Regions from separate parts of the Mus musculus genome. Here region 2 is linked to region 1. A link is a contact called in public Micro-C data. All regions are on one chromosome and are shown on one strand. Each heading gives the region's core, a stretch centred on a gene start, on an enhancer-like site or on the middle of the called end of the contact. The rest is flanking DNA. Distances are from core to core; before and after follow the strand shown.

Evidence for each region. Hi-C and Micro-C count contacts between places; a contact is called where the count stands out from the background.
Region 2: a contact with region 1 is called in a Micro-C map of embryonic stem cells, with 2.3 times the contacts expected there. The contact joins two enhancer-like sites. A contact is called at or near these places in 5 of 484 Hi-C or Micro-C datasets (embryonic stem cells and nephron progenitors), 9 of 115 datasets of contacts at active chromatin or transcription factors (embryonic basal ganglia, embryonic forebrain, embryonic stem cells and 1 more) and 1 of 9 other capture datasets (embryonic stem cells).

The regions. Positions count from the first base shown.
Region 1 is chr8:89,059,293-89,065,532 of GRCm38.p6, forward strand. The region is part of intron 2 of Gm3134 (predicted gene 3134); the gene reads left to right. Among named protein-coding and RNA genes, the nearest start is that of Sall1, 20 kb to the left of the region's middle. Within about 2 kb of position 4,524, at least 9 of the 459 cell types and tissues checked have an H3K27ac peak or open chromatin away from gene starts, as enhancers often do. A contact at or near this core is called in embryonic stem cells, where this site is marked.
Region 2 is chr8:89,268,542-89,274,866 of GRCm38.p6, forward strand. No RefSeq gene overlaps it. Among named protein-coding and RNA genes, the nearest start is that of Gm35542, 52 kb to the left of the region's middle. RefSeq lists an enhancer at 2,124-4,941. Within about 2 kb of position 4,005, at least 53 of the 459 cell types and tissues checked have an H3K27ac peak or open chromatin away from gene starts, as enhancers often do. A contact at or near this core is called in embryonic stem cells, where this site is marked.

The DNA.
Region 1 (6,240 bases), core at 3,274-5,773:
GGAGCGAGGACTTGAGGAGCCCAGAGAGCCAGGTGGGCTGTAGTTTCTCCTCGGTGCTGGTCTTAGACCTCTGCTGGAAACTCTGTTTCTCTGCTGCTCCCATTAACTTGTAAGTGTGCTCACCCCTGTTGCTACTATCAATTAGACTTCCAGCTGTCTTCACGCTGCTTTCAAGCAAGGCAGGTTGAGTGTGTATGGAGAGCTGCCCTCTGGCTGAGAAAGAGGTCGGCTCTGTTTCTCATCCCCAATATCAGGCAGGCTGTCTATCACCGGCATTGTATGCCCCTGGGGAGTGACTGAGAGGAATTTTGGAGATAGGAGACTAAGATTGACCAAATGGATAAATACCTTCACAATAGCATGCATGTTCTTCTTGTGCAGATTAATAAACAGATGCTCAGAAGGGCTGGTACGCTGCCCAGTTTCATACAGGAAACAAGTGGCAGAGCTGGGCTTGCGTTCAGGATTCTTCTGTTCCACTACTAATCAAGGCTCTGTCTTTGATTAGAGAACGTGCTGGGGGCCTGGGCCAGCTGGCCCTACTGCAACCCTCTAGAGATTAACGGGTGGAAGTGTAGTGCCTTAAGTACCTGAGGTTCTTTAATCCTGGGTTGTAGGCATGATCTTAGGGGCCTGCCCAGGCTAGGCTCCATTGTAACTTCAGGATTGGGGTGGTTTCTGGTCATCAGGGTCCCTGCATCTCTGTCATGTTCCACTGGGGAAAGCCAGAGTATATTTTGATCCACTTTAAAGCACCTGAGGACACTTTTCTCAGATGTCACAAATGTCTCCGTCAGTATTGTTGGCTAGAAGTGGGGTATGTGGTCACTATCCAGACACCGGCTGGATACAGTTTAACTCAGATTTACCACTGGTGCTGGAACAAAATTCCAAACTGCATGGCCTATAAAGGTGATGGAGATGAGAAAGAGGGGCTGCAGAGATGCAGGGCATAGCTCATCTTTTCCAGAATGCTAGCTCTATTCTGTCCCCTTGCACACTGCTTCTTTCCACCTGTGACCCGCCCCCCCCCCCGCACCCCCACCCCGACTCCCTAGGGGACATGGGCCACCTAAAATAATCCATAACTCACTTAGAGGTGTTGGACGCATCTTTCATTTTAATTTCCTGGATCCCTGAATGGCCTCTGCTGTTTCATGTGGTCCCACCCCAGCCCTGAATCTGTACTGAGCTTAGTGGTGACTCTCTGGATGATCCTGCAGGGCAGTTGCTAGGCAAGGAGGCCTGGGGCACAGTCCCATAGATCCAGAATCATCTGGTGCTAAAGAGGGGAAGCTTCCGTAGGAGCAGGGAGGGGACTCTCCCTGGTCATTTGTGGCCTTGCTTTTGTTGTTGTCTTTAGGAATTCTAAAAGTCTGATCTCTCACTTCTTATTCCAGAGGATTCTCTGAGAAAGGTGTAGGGTCTTTCAGAATGGTTAAGGAGCTGAGCGAATGCGTACCACATCACATCTACCAACAGAAAGGCCACAGACAGACTAGGAGACATGGGTGTGCAAGTCAGAGCCTTACCAGGGCTATAAGAGCATCTGTTGTCAAACTGTGCAGTGTAGCAGCTGCACCGACACGAACCCCCCAAGGTCGGGGCTGTGTATGAGTTGACTCCGGACTCTGGACTGCAAGTCTCCTGGCACAGCATGAGCGGAGGTAAGTGGATGGATAGCTAAAGGCTCTCCCTTCAGGGCAGAAAGAAAAGTGCTCAAGAGAGATGCATGCTGGTTGCCTGGATTTTCAAAGGTTGGCTCTTTTGACTTGGTGAAGCGGGAAAGACATTAGCTATTTACTTTAAGCTGTGCCAGGAGGGCATTCAGAAAGGCTGAGGAGGAGGTCAGCTCAGTGTGTCTGATGTTCCTGGTCTGGGCGTCACAACTGAAAGTGCTCTCTAGAATGCCACCATATCACGGAGAGTAAACGAGAATGTCCCCAAATGTCAGCAACTTTGCCACAGTCACCGATCTCCATACATTACAACCGGACAGCCTTATTTCACACAGTAACCAGAAGATCACGAGGGAGAGGCAGGTCAGGGATAAGACAACTGTAGGAGGGCCAGAGGGCAGGCCACTGAGGTTTCAGACGGCATCGACACAGCTCTGCCAGCCACACACCACGTGACCCCAAGCAAGCCTGTCCTTGCATGTAGAGTCCATCTTTCCATAGTACACAAGGCGATAGATTTGTTATCCCTGTGGACCCTGCAGCCCCACTGCTTCATGCTCGCACACCTGGGCCCCACTGGCTGCACTGAATTCCTAGGAAGGGCACTGATGTCTTGAGTTATTCAACAAGCTGGGGAAGATGCTGAGAAGTGAGCCGATTCTAAGAATAAGGACGGAGTATTCCTGCTGCTACAGTCAAGAGTGGATTCTGGGTAAAGACATGCAAAAATGAATGAATGAGTGAATGAATGAATGAATGAATGAATGAATGAATGAATGAATGTGTGTTAAGTTCCCAGAGGTGATGTAGACAGCAGAGATGCTCCCTTAGCTAGGTCCTTAGAGGGAGGGAAGTTCTGGTCTGCATATTGTTAGACACTCTTGTAGGTGACATCAGAGCCAGCCAAGGACAGAGAGCTTGGGTCTCGCCCTCAGTTTCACAGGGAGATCTGGACTTAATGTAGTTTTTAGGAGTGCAGAGCTGGATTGTAGGAAAAGTAACCCCCATGCCTGAATGGGGGTGGGGGGCTCCCTAGCGCATGTCACACTTCAGCTGAGCCGAGGACACGTGCTGCTGGACTGTGTGGGCAGCTGCCGCAGTGTGTAGGTGGAACAGGACCGTCGCCACAGACGGGAGCTCCTGAGGGCTGCACCCTGGGGCAGGTGGCTCGGAGGAGTACTGTCCTCCACTCCACGCCGAAGTTGAACTGTGTTTTGGAGGGTTCTGTAGGTCATGATGGTCAAGACCATCAATAAAAGAGTCTTCTGGAGCCGGGTGTGGTGGCACACGCCTTTAATCCCAGCACTCGGGAGGCAGAGGCAGGTGGATTTCTGAGTTCGAGGCCAGCCTGGTCTACAGAGTGAGTTCCAGGACAGCCAGGGCTACACAGAGAAACCCTGTCTCGAAAAAAAAAAAAAAAAAAAAAAAAGAGTCTTCTGACCCAGCAAGAATTTGTTCGCAGTTTTCACCTGCATTTAAAATTTATTTTTTCAAGGAAGTCACAAGATTTCCTATGAACCAAGTAGAACACCAGAGAGTTAGCTTAGGAGCCTCTAGTAGTTTCCTTTCTTTCATTTTTATTTATGTGTACTTGTCTATGTGTCTGTGTGTATCACGGCAGTGACTGCTGAGACCAGAACTGGGGTTACAGGTGGCTGCATAAGCTGCCCCCCATTGGAGCTGAGAATGGAACGTAGTCCTCTGGCAGAGCAGCAAATGCTTTTAACTGCTAAGCCCTCTCTCCTGCCAGATTTCCGATCATGTTTGGTTCTGGGCCACTCTTAAACAATTCATTTTCTGGTACAGGCCTGCAACTCAGTGGTAGGACAATGCCCACCATGTGCAAGGTCTTTGGCTTGGTCCCTAGCAATGCAATAAGTAAATGAATTATCAGTTTATCAGTCTATAGGAGGGTATTAGAGAGTCTCTCCTGGTCAAGGCTTCAACAGAGAAATGCCCCGACTCAAAAGCAAATCTTTGTCCATTAGGATCCAGTGCACATATGTATTACAAAAAAATCATAAAAAAGAATAAATAAACCTGGCGTGGTGGCGCACGCCTTTAATCCCAGCACTTGGGAGGCAGAGGCAGGCGGATTTCTGAGTTCGAGGCCAGCCTGGTCTACAGAGTGAGTTCCAGGATAGCCAGGGCTATACAGAGAAACCCTGTCTCGAAAAACTAACTAACTAACTAACTAACTAACTAACTAACTAACTAACTAACTAACTAACTAAATAAATAAATAAATAAATAAATAAATAAAATGACAGTGATTAAAGGTGAAGTGTTTTTAATGCATTGGTTCCTAAGGTGGCCAGCGTCACCTGGGAACTTGGTAGAGATGAAGGTTTCCAGGTCCTGTTGTACTAGTAGCATTCCTGGGAGCCTAACCAAGAGTTCCAGGTGAGCCCAACACTTACTAAAGTCTAAGAGTTGCCTAATCTATTTAACAACAGCAACAACCACAACAGCATGCACATTTAGGTATAGTATGAAAGAGGCTACACCCACACCCCTCACAGGCTGCTTCTGGTCTCACTCACTTTGTCAGCTTAGCTGGTCTGACTCATTCTCGGCTCTCTCCAGACTCTGTGGGGTTCTGTCCCCTGCCTGGACAGGCAGCTCCTCACCTGCTCCAGTATGGCTGGCTCATGTACCTTGGCGGAAGGGCTCAAAGGCTTCTTCAGGGAGACTGCCCTATCTAAACTCTTCTCTTTCAGATCTAGCTCCCCGGAGTGCAAATGAAAATTGTGTCCTCGTCCACAGTCCCTGGGATATAGTAAATCCTCAGTGAACACTAGTGGAGAAGACAGAAGCGGAGTGATCCTCCGTCAGAGGGGCCGGTGTAAACTGGAATGTGAAATGCACTTTCAGGCCACAAAGCTTTGCCCCACCCTGCACCTGCCAAAGTCTTTCCTTCATCCAGGAATGCTTTCCTTAGCAATGAAATAACGAAGACAGGATTCCTTCCTGCAGGTGTTTTTCAGCCCTACTACTTTCCGTTGGTAATACTTTACATGTTTGGGTACCTGATTTGAGTGTCGCCTAGGAAGGGACTTCAGAAAAGGCCAAGAATGCTCTTTTTCTTTACAAAGGATCCTCTTTTCTCCCCTCACGTGTGAGCCACATCTTTAGATTCAGCCTTCTGGTGAGTAGAAAGAGCAGTGGCCTGGAAGTCCACTGTAGAGCTTAGAAATCAATGTAAAAGGAGCCTGGGTACAAAGAGGACTTGGAGTGATTTGTGTAATGATTTCAATGGAGCGTGCGAGCCTTCGGAGCTTGTGGGAGTGAATGTATGGCTTGGTTTCCAGCCTGCAAGCATCCTTGACTTCTGCATTTTCATTGCTGAAGCCCTTCCTGGGCAGGTGGTGACTTTGGGTGGTCCCCCGAGGCCCTCCTTGCCATTCTTCTAGAAGCATTCCAGGGGGCCCGGAAGAGCGCCCTGCCGTGCTGTTTGCTGGATAGCGTTATGACTGAACTCTCGCAGCTGAAACCATTAAAGGCTGGTCTCCTTTTAATTTCTCCTGGTTCCCTCTCAGCCTGCCTCAGAGAAACCTCTGATTTTCACTTGTGAGATGCTCGGCTGAGCTTGTCATACCCTAAAAGGTGATTTTAGTTCTCTGATGCCAAAGAGCCCTTTTCTGCTAATCAAAACACAGCTGCAAAGGCCCGTGTGATTTGCTAATGGGCACCCCAACTCGGGGGTATGTCTGTCTATACCTGGAAAATAGATGTAATTAGGATAACAGATATCATAAGGATATGCTAATGCATCAGGTAAAAAAAATGGGCTGGGACGTCGACAAGCTCTTGATGCTGAACCTCACCAGGCCAGCTGTGCCACTTAAGGAGAGACCAAAGCCAGCACCCACAAGCCTTCTCCAGTACCAGTCCTGGAGACCTCTCTGCATCCATTTCATCCCCTCTGCTGGGTGCCTCATACACATAAATTGTATTAAACAATCTTTCTAAGGTTTTATTTTTATTTAATGTATGTGAGTGTTTGCCTGAATGCGTGTCTATCCTGTGCACCACATGCACGCAGTGTGCTTTGACAGAGGAAGAGGGCATCAGATCTTCTGAGACTGGAGTTACAAGTGCTCATGAGATGCCATGTGGGTGCGGGTGTTTGACGTGCACTCTCCCACCCCTGCTCTATCCTCTGAAAGACCAGCCAGTGTGCTGAGACATCCCTCTAGCCTTGTGCTTCATTTCTAATATCAACTTAGGTACCCATCACTTTCTGAAGATAAGTCCAGGTTTGATCACATGGCAGGGACTGTAGCACCGTAGAGGTGTGTGAGGACAAGAGGGCCAAGAAAAGAGCCATTTCAATACGCCCCTATTCCCCTATTCCTAGAGTGACAGTGTTGTGACTGGAGATGACCTGGTACATCCTTCAGATTCGCCATGGGAAGAGGCCAGTCACTCTCTGTTGCTGCCTTCCTGACCTGCACACTTAGAAAAGGGACTCAACTTTCTGTGTCTTGCGACCTTAAACCTAAAACGGACTCAGTCCTGTTACCTCGTGGGAAAGGCCTGGAATGGTGGAAGCTCAGAT
Region 2 (6,325 bases), core at 2,755-5,254, 210 kb after region 1:
AGGGATGGAACCACCCAAAATGGGCGTGGTCCTCTCTTAACAACCACTAATTAAGAAAATGCCTTATAATTAGATTTTTTGGAGTCATCTTCTCTACTGAGGTTCCCTCCTTTCAGACAACTCTAGTTTGCATGTCAAGTTGACATAAGACTAGCCAGCACAAATTTCAAGGACAAAAGTTTCAAATTACCTTGCTTTTCACAAGGCTACCAAGGAGAACTTTTCCTCTGTTTCTGCGTATTCCTTGTACTTCTTTCTCCTACTCTTCCTATTCTTTCTGCTTTGACAAGATCTCACTCTGTAGTACAGTCTCTTCTGGAACTTACTGTGCAGCCCAGACTGGTTTTGAACCCATGAGGAATTTTCCTATCTCAACGTCTTGAGTGTTGGGATAACAGGTTTGAGGCTACACTTCTAGACACTCCCTCTTTTTAATGAGGATACCTGTCTAATTGGATTAAGCCTTTCCTGGTTTGGTTAGGAATTATCCCCACAGATGACTTGCTTATTGAAAGTTCATTTAGCTGGTGGAGCTGAAGGCTGAGGAAACCAAGAGGGCTCTGCCTTTATCATCTGACTAATGCCTCGATGGATTGATGATATGATTGGTTATGAGGAGGTGGTGAGCAGTAGAAGGTGGGTGCTGACTATGAGGTAGATCCCTGGGGGAGTGCCCTGGAAGAATGCACCTTACCCAACTCAACCCCTTTCCTCTAATTGTTCTCCCTAGCTTCCTGGCTGCTGAGAGTTGAGCCGCTTCACTCCCTCATGCCCTTCAGCTGTGTTGGTCAGTTCCTCACAGTTTAGGAACAGAAGAGATTACCCCATGGACTGGAACCACTAAGACCTTGAGAAGGAAAGTCCTCTTAATTCGTTTCCTTGCTAGGAACAAATTAAGAAAAAACAGGAAGGGAAAGTTTGATGAAAACAGAGCTCAGGCCTGTAACCTCTTACCTTTCATTGTGGTCTTTGCAGTGTTTTTTGGTTAAGACATTTTTTTTTCACAGCAACAGAAATGAAACCTGTTGGTATCAGGATCTCCGAACCCAGTGACATCACACCTAGGCTATAGGGCCTCCCGCACACTTGTTGCCAAGGCAACAGCCACCATATTCTCAGAATCCACTTGGCTCACCTCCTTCCTTTACCTGTGGCTATGTCACTATCCATATAAAAGGAAGACCCCTTTGATTATTTGATCTCTGTCTCTCTGTTCCCCCTTCTCTTTTCACAGCCACCTTTGCCCGTCTCTCCTTCAGTAAACCTCACTTGGAACTGTTTGGCCTGGTGTGGTCTTTCTGGACAAACAACAAAACCAGAACAATAAATTTATCTTAAAAGAAAATTTAGATCATTAGCAAGAAATAAAGACGGTCTTGCTATTTATAAACTGCAACCACAAACTAAATCAAGGGATAAAAAGTTTTGCTAAATTTTCCTCCCCTGTGATTTGACAAAAAGGCTTGCTCTTGCTGTATGCCAGACAACCTGGGCACTTTACAAAAACATAATCTTGTAATTTTTTTTCCACGACCTTCAAAGAGTTAACTTGTTTCTCTTGTTTATAGAGGAACAAATGAAAGCCCAGAGAAAGAAACTGCTGTTTGCTTTCCACCCTGGGAAGAGGGACTGAGGTGCATATTTTACATATCAAAGCAGACTTGGCCTCCAGGTTCTCCCAGCATCCCTCAGTCCCCTACCTTGCACACCCCACACCCAACCTTAAACTTTCCAGCCAAGGTTCTAGGCTGCCCTTCCCCTAGAGGCTCTTCCATATAATCCAGATATTTTGCTCTCTCTCCCTCTCCTTTTACTCCTCTTCCTCTCTCTCCCTTGCCCCCCCTCTTTCTTCCTCTCTTTGTGCACACCCTTTCTTTCTGTTTCCACTTCCCCCGCTTCTCTTTCCCCGTGGTGACTTCCCTGGCCTCCACTCTTGGAGCCAGTGAACCCTCTGGAGAGCAGCTTCCCAATTCCCCTGCCTTTATCTAACCTAGCCTGTATTGATTTGGCTCATTTCATAGGCAGAGAAATCACCTATCACTTGCTTCTATAACTTTTAATGATCAAATCATATATTACATCTATAGAGCCAATGGTAAAGTCCTAGTTATCTCTCAGTCCATATTCTCAGCATGAAAATCCCAAACTCATGTCAAATAAAAACAAAGCTATTTCTGATTCCAAGCGTCAAGAGTTTGGCCAACACTGAGATCCAGGCTCCGGGACTTCAAAGCCCCACGTGTCCACAGTGGTTTTGTTGGAGAGGATTGCATTGGATGGGTGGACACACGGGCCAGGACCACTTCAGGGACTTGATTCTTCCTTGTGGGCCTCCTAGGAACACTTTGCAATTAGATGTCCTTTCCTATCAGGTAGCAGGAGGCAGAGGGATGGGGAAGTGTTAATTTAAGGGGCGTGGTGGGAGCTTCTGGAACCTAGGAGCCAAGAAAGCCAAGTTCATGGGAAGTGAAGTCAGCTCCAAGTGTCTAAACCCACATACGGTTTTATCTTGGTCATACATGCAAAAATGTTTTCATTGTGTCTTTGGCGATTTGCTTATGCCAATATCACTCAGCTAATAAAGATATATCATTATACATGACATTTAAACATAAAATATTCCCTTTCTTCCTTGTGGCTCTAAGTTTACACCAGAAGACAAGAAGAGGGGACTTTCTCTGTGTTCAGTTAGCTCAGCTGTGTGTCAGGCTGTCCTGACAGTCCGGTAGAAAACAGACAAGGTTACCAAGGCCATGCCCAACCGACCCTCAGCCCTTAAACCAGAGTAAGAAAAGCAGGCCAGGGACGGTTTTGGAGGTCCAGCCAGCTAGTGGTCTGGGTGGCTGACCCCTGAGCCATGCTTGGCTTTGCCACCGTCCCCAAGGTTGTGTTGGAGATTCGCCCTGGCATTCACTGGGCCATTTGTGCCCTCCCAGCACAGCTAGTGGCTCTTACAGTCAGCAGGGGACTAGGCCCTGGCAGCCATGGCTTTAAAAGTAGCTTTGTTCAAATGAGTCTCTCCCAGAGGCAGTCTTTGAGCCTGGTGCCCACAAATTTCCAGACCCGGGAGAAACGCTGGCGGGATTAAGCTCCTCGGGGGTTGGGAGCTGGGGGTGGGGTGTGTTTATATTTTCTTCGCATCCCTTTGGGATGGGGGAACGGACAGGGAGGAGGAAGGGCCGAGGAGGGAGAATCTTCATTTATATGCTAATAGTTGCCCGCACCCAGGCTAAACTGAGAGAACTATTTCATGGGAAACTGACAATTTTTGTCAGCCAGGCTGCGCCTTCACATCTCAATGGGCCAATAATCTTGATTAGCAAAACAATTGGGGGCCTTGGGTTCTCGCTCAGGTTACACTGGGCCAGTTTGAGCATAGCTGGGGCCTGGGAGATGGAACTCATTGTCCCGAGCCAGGAGTTTAGGCAAATGAAGGGGACCACTGTGCTGGGGGAGGGAGGTAATGGACAAAAGGGGTTAATTTGATTGACCGAATCTTCATCGTTTTATAACAATCATTTACTTAGCAAGTAATTCGAAAGAAACCAGTGGCGCCGACAGGAAATTAGAGGCTGTATCTGTGTACCCCAGATGTGTGGGAATTTGAGCTGCCTCCTCCTGCCACTTAGCTAACCCGTGGGGGAGAACGGGGAAAAAAATCGCAACCCCTTGGGGCCCTAATTACCACATGCAGAATAAGTCCTTATCTAAAAATACACACACACACACACACACACACACACACACACACACACACACACACACACACACACACACACACACACACACGTTCAACACCTACAAAGAGTCACTGCGGGCCACGGCCAGCACCTTCTTTCGCTGAGAATTGGCTTTTGGTTTTCATTATTAGTTCACAGATTGCTAATTGATGCTGGACGAGGTGCTGGCGTCGCCCTTCGAGGAACTCCTAAGCCTCAGAGAGCAGCCGAGGCGCGATTTTCGGTGCGACCCACTGGCCTTCTTTCGTGCTTGTGTGTACGCGGTCGGAAGGGCTGTTTCTGTCCCTGCACTCGGGGAGGATTTCGTCCCCACCAGCAGGAAGGGACCGCCCTCAGGCTGCGTCTGCGACTAAACTGCAGTTCAACACTGAAGGATTAATTTATTGGAAACTATCTTTTGAAATACTGATGAACTGACTACAAGTGACCATAATAGTACAGAGAGGTCCCGTGGACCCGTCGCGGAGCCGCACGTTCTCAGAGACCGGAGATTTGGTTGCACTTTCCAGCTGATCCGCGACCTCACTGCGAGTCAACCTTTTTAAATGCTACTGGGTACAGTGTGTGTGTGTGTGTGTGTGTGTGTGTGTGTGTGTGTGTGTGTGTGTGTGTGTGTGTGTGTGTACCATGAAATTTCAGAGCTGGGAAGGTGGCGGTGACAATGATGGTGTCCGTGTGAGTGTGTGGGGGCTCATCCCACCCACTCCCCTCCTGTCCTGCCCACCCTCACTGCAATCTCCTGACTCAGAACCATAATGCCCTCAGCAGCTATCACAACCTACCTCCCTAACAGGAAACTCATCATTTCTTTAAATATTTTGGTCCCTTCTCCTCTGAAAGAGGAGACACATCTTTAGTGGTTCAGATTAAGTCAGGCTAACACAGTGGTCCTGCCTTCAAATTACGCCACACTCCCCCACCCCTCGAGTTTTCAAACTCCCTAGTGACAGAATGGATCCAAATTCTGTTTCTGGAAATGAGATTGTTACTACTTTAGGTTAAAATGATCTGCACAGATTCGTGTTTTGAACACATGGTACCCAGCTGGCCTTGCTCTTTCACAAAGTTCTGGAAACTTTGGCTATTTGGTCACACTTTGGATATTTAGGAGGACTGGTTGGGTGAATAGGTCACTAGGGTTGTTTAGGCCACTTCCTGACTACTCTCTCAGCTCCCCGGTCCACGGAGATGAACAGTAGTCCTTGCTAGATCATCAGAGAGAGGCAGAAAAGGCAGGATCGAATCTGACCTTTTGAAAAGGCAGGACCATGTTTATTAGGGTCATCTCAGATCACCAAGCAGGCAGATGAGTCAACCCCAGCATGCATGGGAATGAGAGAAATTTCCCACAGAAAGCTGTTTGCAACCTTTACAGGGGAGAAAAAGACTCTGGTACCATACAAGGGACACTGGGAAGTGCAATCTTTGAGCAGGAAGCTAGCTTTCTGCCTTTCATGTCCTTTAATCCACTAGTCTTTTAATCTAATAGTACTCTGTGCCTGGGACCAAGCACACATGAGTTGAGCCCTCTGGAACCCTGAGTGCAAATCAGCCTCTCTTTCCTTAAGTTCTCACAGCCATAACAACGGAAACAGAACAGAACGGGGGGACTCGGGCACCAGAATTATTTTGTAAGTAACTACCTCAGCAAAGTGGCACCTGGAGACTGCCCCAGAACCCTCAGAATGTTGAAGATGCACCCACTCCACTTAGGATAAAATACAGCAGCATCCAGTTAAATTTAACTTAGGGACTAACAATCATAGTAGCCTTTTGCTTTATGTGTATTTCAACTCCTGTCTGACACACATTTATGTTAATAATGATTGAAATTCAAGTTTCAATCAATCAATCAATGAATCAAATTGAAATTCAAACACAAGTGTCCTATCCTTATGTTTGCAAAGTCTGGCATGTTGACATACACATAAGATGTTTCTCTCCATGCCGAATTCTTCCTAAAAAAGTTCCAAAGCCTTAGCCAGTGGATAAATTGAAGTTGGACACTTTCTGAGCCTGGCTTCAGTGACTGTCCCCTCAGATTTGGCCACCATCTTGCTTCATATTCTTTCTTCCTTGTTCCTAGCTCCAGCTACTCCTAGTGTTAGAAAATCAGGGAGGTAAGGGTAATATCAGCAACAGATGTGGCCAGAGCCTGTGACCTCTGACTTTTCCTTGGTTGGTTAATACTGTGTTGTCATGTTTCCCTTCTTCACAGTAGGGCACGTGTCTTGGCTGCTCAGTGTGATTCTTAATGCGGAAGAAGATGTCCAGAGGTTTGTGAATTAACCTAGCAACAGACAGAGTAACAAGAGGAAAGCACCCACGATTGATTGACATAGTGAGAACATGTACACAGATCTGAATGTCGAGATCCAAGTGATGCTTAGAAATGCACCTAATGTACAGGGGCATAGGGAGGGGGAGCAAAAGGCAAAGGAGCCTGTGGAAGAACAGCTGGTGGGATGACAGGCTGATGTCTGTCTGCTTGCAGGAGCAGCTTTTCTTCTCTGAGAAGTCATGTTTACAGCTGTTGCAGAGAATTGAATACCTCTATGAATTCTCCTCATTGGAATTGCAGCGTC